2 separate regions of the Hordeum vulgare genome follow, and region 1 is linked to region 2. A link is a contact called in public Hi-C data. All regions are on one chromosome and are shown on one strand. The core of a region is the stretch at or near the end of the contact, and the rest is flanking DNA. Distances in the headings are between cores, read along the strand shown. Region 1 holds the start of LOC123447564 (glutamate decarboxylase 1-like). Region 2 holds the start of LOC123447546.

Region 1 (2,700 bases), core at 144-2,643, 310 kb before region 2:
ACATACAAAATAACGTCGTTCGTGGCCGTGGCTCGGTCATCTAGATCGAGCATCTCATTTTACTTGTTCTCAAACCAAAACCGTCTCCTCGGAGACATGTTGGTCAAGTCCAAGGTCATGAAAGTAAATAGGGAAAATCTAAAGTGCACACAATGCACACTCGCTTTCCCGTGCGGCTGATGCGCACAACTCGGAGAGCTCGTTTAGCAGCATTGCATTTTAAAAAAGATTTATCTATCCATTTTCACCACTGACTTTATCGCGACGAGATCTTCAAAAGTAGATCCCATGCCGACATGTTTCGATAACTTTTGTTTTCGTCGGTACTTGCCAGATTACTATAACTTACTTGTCACATTATTCGTCACATAGTTCTCACATTAAATTAACTTAATTATCAGGTTTATGAATGTTCACTAAAAAACTTGATTCATTGTACGTGTGCTTGTCACGGCCATGGAGGCGGCCGAAAGAATAGCCGGTAGGTCGGCACAACCCTAGCATGAGGAGGGCGTTCGTCGTAGCTTGTTGCATGGCCTTGGCGACGAGGGCCTTGTTGTCCTCAATGGCGGCCTTGTGTTGCACGGTCGCCACCTTGAGGGTGTACTCGGACATGGCCTTCTTCCGGGTCTGAACGGACTGTTGGGCTCTTCTCTTGGCCAACTCTCGGCCGAGTCTCTCAAGATCCGCCGGCGTGAGTGGCGGCCTAGGCTTCGAAGCCTCATTCTTCTTTTTGGCGGCGACCCGGCCGACGGTGGCGTCAGGCTTCGGGGCGCTGACCATGGAGGCGGGGTCGGAAGAGGGTGGGAGGGTTTTTGAAAAGATAGGGAAATGGAAGGCGTTGTCTCGTCGACGGACGACCCAAATGAGAACAAGAGCGTACGTCTCATCCGCGCGCTGTCCGTTTGGACGCAAACACGATTCAAATTTGGTTCCAAGACGAACAAAAATTGAACGTCTATCCGTTTGCGCGCGTTAGGTCATGTTTTGTGTCCGTTTCATCCCAAACAAACGCGGCTGAATCATTTGAGGTCGTCAGTTGGAGTTGCCCTCACCCTTGAGCTGCCAATTTACGAAAGCAAAGCGCGAAAAAAAGAAGAGTCAAAAGAGCAATATAACAGAGGGAAAGCGACCCGACGAATGGAAAGAGGGAAGCTTCTCCTCCACCTTGGGAGGGCCAACACCAGACACCGGAGCGCGCAGCCCCGAACAGGCATCATCGACCCCCAAGTGTCGAATAAAGCGTGACCGAACGAAACGGGAACAGAAACATCTTCGTCCAACCATGAACCAACGGTAAAACTAAAAGACGTAGACGAATGGCGAACGGGATCACGCTGCGTGACTGCGTCACATGTAGTACTACATGCTTTTTTTTTTGAACGGTGACATGTAAATGTAGGCTGTACGTAGCTTCCCCCTCCCCTTCGTCAAAATCTTCCCCTTCCCCCACCCCCTCGATTTCGATTATAAATATTCCGCCATTTTTGTCTCCCGGCCAGCACGGCGCATACAATAGGAAACGCTCCCGCTTTCCTTGGTAACGCGCTTGACCCTGACCCTCGTGTTTGTTGATCAAGCACGAACCCAGCAGCATCAGCGCTAGCCAGTACCGCCGGCCCCCATCTCCGATCGGATCGGCCGTCCTCGCCGCCGGCGAGCGATCAAGATGGTGCTCTCCCACGCCGCGTCGGGAGGGTCGTCCGACGACTCGGTGCACTCCACCTTCGCCTCCCGCTACGTCCGCGCCTCCCTGCCAAGGTGCGTCCTTCCTAGCGCTCTGCTTGTGCGCGCGCGCGCATGGCGGATGGATCATGGATCATGGAGATGGATGCTAATTGATTTGGATGGGATGGGATGGGCATGTACGTAGGTACCGGATGCCGGAGAACTCGATCCCCAAGGAAGCGGCGTACCAGATCATCAACGACGAGCTGATGCTGGACGGGAACCCGCGGCTGAACCTGGCGTCCTTCGTCACCACCTGGATGGAGCCCGAGTGCAACAAGCTCATGATGGACTCCATCAACAAGAACTACGTCGACATGGACGAGTACCCCGTCACCACCGAGCTCCAGGTATCTATTAATTCCCATCCCATTCCATTACTCATTTACTGCTTACTTTGGCGTTACTTCGGTCATCTCTTTACTTTAATCCCCGGTATCGCCAACCTGCTGCGTGCTCGAGTCCCCCTGATTTGCTATCGAGATCTCCTTCTTCTTATGACTGCTCCACTTGGCCTGATCCAGTGATCCTGCATGGAAGTTTGAAAACTAGGAATGGTAGAAAATGATCGAGCACCCACGTCATATGCGCGTTCGTATCTTGCCTCTACCCTAGCGACGATTATTATATGTAGAGTTCAGTTACCTTTCTGCCCACAGTTTCAGATTTTTATTCCTATGTATGTACGCGTGTAAAAGAGACGAATTATGTAGCAGGAACGGACTCCGGAACTCTTTTCCATTGCTCTCAAGTTTATCTAGGCGTCCTAGATGTCACCGAGAGAAACAAAAAGGTCGGTCGATTCGCCACTTGGGCATTCAGTAGTCGTGTCAGGCTAGCAGCAAGTGACAAAACCAGGAGGTATAGTCAGCCTTCAGCTTTAATTTGGACAGAGTTCATGCCATGCGTGTAGTATCACTATTTCGTGCCGACAGAAGATTCTCCTAGAGATGAGGATTCTCCTAATTTGTT
Region 2 (2,700 bases), core at 20-2,519:
CACACGGAACGTGACCTACCTAGCCAAGCCATGAAATCCACATAGACGTCACTTTCTGCCGCGAAAGGGCTTCTATCTCCTATTCGCCACGTCTCGACTTTTCTTCGGAGGAAGGACTCAATCTTTTTCCCTCTAGAGCTTCATGTGGAATCCCAACATCTTAGATGCAAACCCAAAAGATAGAAAGAAAAAAAAAACCAGCCATCCGCGACACTTTCTCGCGCAAGGGCCTATATTTTCATTTTGGGAAACGTTTCTGGCCGGTGCGTCGGCCGAACCGTTCAGCCGGCCGCACACGACCCGCTGATTAGGCATGCAGCATTTTTTTCGTCTAAATTGCTGCAACCACCATCATATTTGCTACAAGCGTTTTTTTTTGCTATATTTTGTCCAGTAAAAAAGCTGGATATACGTTTGGTTGCAACTCCAGTTCGTTGGATTTTTCGTTACAATCGGTGTTTTTACTTTTGCTACAATCGTGTTAATTTTTGCTACAACCGGCATCATTTTTTGCTGCAACCGTTTACTAAAAAAGTTGCATCCACGTTCACGTAGATATTTGTTACAACCGGCGTTTGACTTTTGCTACCACGCACCATCAACTTCTTTTTTTGTTACGATCACTTAGATATTTTTTTGCTATAAATTTTGTTCTTGTTGCAACCGATGAAAAAATTTCTGCATCGCGTCGAAACTTTGCTGCATTGTGAAAAAAAATGTTGCATGAAGATCTAACGGTACGGACGCGCGGCAGTTGGCGGATCGTGCCGCGCGCGGGCGCAGAGCACCGGCCTTTTATTTTCCTAGTTTCCTTTTTTTGCGGATCTTAGGTTTTATTTTCCCTTTCCCTGTGTAGAACCTTTAATTGGAATTGCAACGGGAAAACTTTTATTTCGACCCAACCTTTTTGATCAGTATATCTATGTGTGTTTCATGCTCATATAGGAGTAGAACTTTGCATGGAACCTGAATGTAGGCGCACATTCCTCGTCACTTTATACATACTTGTAGACGGGGAAAAAAAGCGCACATCTTGTAGGAGTAGTTGTATGTAACCTCTAGCCTAGATGGGGTATAGGGCATCCAAGACGAGATGCACTTTACAGCGAGATACCTGGGACAGGATGGGATGGGATTCCCTTTTGCTTAGGGCAATCCAATTGCGAGGCCAATGAAAGCGCCGAACGGTCACTCTCGCCCCGCCCGGACCGATTTCGTTTTGAACGGCCGCCCACAAACACACACACGCAAGGGAGAGAGGGGGGAAAAAATTAGGATTCTTTTACTTATTTATCGCCATCCATCCATCATCTCCCCAGAAATCCCTCCTCGATTCGATTCCCCACCCCGGATCGACCACACCACACCGCACCGCAGCCGGCACGGAGCGAGGAAAAAAACCATTTCTTTTCCGCACCACCACCACCACTGCGAATATGCTGCCCCCAGCCGCGCCGGCCGCCCCCTGATCCCCAATGCCCCCGCGCCGCCGCCGATCCGCCCCGCCTCCCGCTTCCTCCTAGCCCTCTCCCTCCCTCCCTCCTCCGCCCCGCCGCTCCCGCCCGCTCGCGGCGGACGGGCTGGGGGCCGAGGGGACGGCTAGGGTTTTCCTCCCGCGATTCGAGCGCCGCCGGGCTCCCGCGGGTTCGTGCTTCCTCCCTCGCCCGCTCGCTCTGCGGAGCGGCGCCTGCGGTTCCGCGTCGCCCTAGAGGGATTGGCCGGCCCCTTGCTCCACTCCTCGCTGCCGCGGGAGCAGAGCGCGGCTCCGGGGAGGAGCTCCGCGGGCTCGATTCGCGGGCGCATTCCGCGGCCTCGCGAGCCTGAAGCTTCGGTTCGGCCGGCCCCGGGCCCCGGAAAGCGCGGCCTTTTAAGCTTCCCAGCGCCTCCCGCCGGGTCTCGCTGCGGGTGCCGGAGGGAACCATGGCGGAGAACATCGATCTGGTGCTGGAGTTCCTCAAGAAGAACCGGTTCGCCAAGGCCGAGGCCGCGCTCCGCGGGGAGCTCAGCGCCACCAACGGCCAGAGGCGCGCGGCCGAGCCGCCCAAGGAGGAGGACGAGCAGGAGGGCGGCTCCACCGCGGGGCCGAGGGGCGCCGCCTCTTCCGTGAGGAGCGCCGACTCGTCGAGGGAGTTCATCGTCAAGGAGATTGACGTGGGAGGCCTGGCGAACGGATCTGATGGGAAGAAGGGGCTCGGGATTGGCCTGCCTCTCGAGAGCAACAACACGGGGGATCTGTATCCGTGGAATTTCAGCATTGCCAACAGCACCGTGGAGCAGCTGGCCGAGCTTCTCGTGTCCGAGGAGGTGCCGCGGCATCGCCGCACATCGGTAGCTGAGAAGAGGGACCGGGGCGTCGGGACCGAGCAGCCTGGTCCGGTGCTGGAGCAGAAGGTGTCGTTTGGAAGAGGGAAGGGGAAGGTTGACACCGCGGGGAGAAGTGAGGTCCATGAACCAGGCCATTCGAGTGACAAGAATCTGGTTCCAGAAAAGGAGGAACCCTTGAATGGCTATGCAGTCAAGACAGTGCTTCCATTTCCTACTGAAATCCCGTCGTCTAGCTACCATACTACTCACCAGGATGGAAATGACAGGAAAGATACGAAGAAGAGCGTCAATGCCGATGGTTCTGGAAAACCAGCAAAGAGGCAGCCGCCTGATGAGGGCAACAGGCAGTATTACTCAGGGAAGTCCCAGAGTAAT

Evidence for each region. Hi-C and Micro-C count contacts between places; a contact is called where the count stands out from the background.
Region 1: a Hi-C map of leaf shows a contact between it and region 2, with 3 times the contacts expected there. The contact joins the promoter of LOC123447564 here to the promoter of LOC123447546 in region 2. A contact is called at or near these places in 2 of 6 Hi-C or Micro-C datasets (leaf and seedling).

Annotation. Positions count from the first base shown.
Region 1 is chr4H:21,107,928-21,110,627 of MorexV3_pseudomolecules_assembly, reverse strand. It overlaps LOC123447564 (glutamate decarboxylase 1-like), which reads left to right and starts at 1,393. Exons shown (of 6, transcript XM_045124171.1): 1 at 1,393-1,761; 2 at 1,874-2,078. The coding sequence starts at 1,670.
Region 2 is chr4H:20,799,892-20,802,591 of MorexV3_pseudomolecules_assembly, reverse strand. It overlaps LOC123447546, which reads left to right and starts at 1,269. Exons shown (of 7, transcript XM_045124152.1): 1 at 1,269-2,700. The coding sequence starts at 1,921.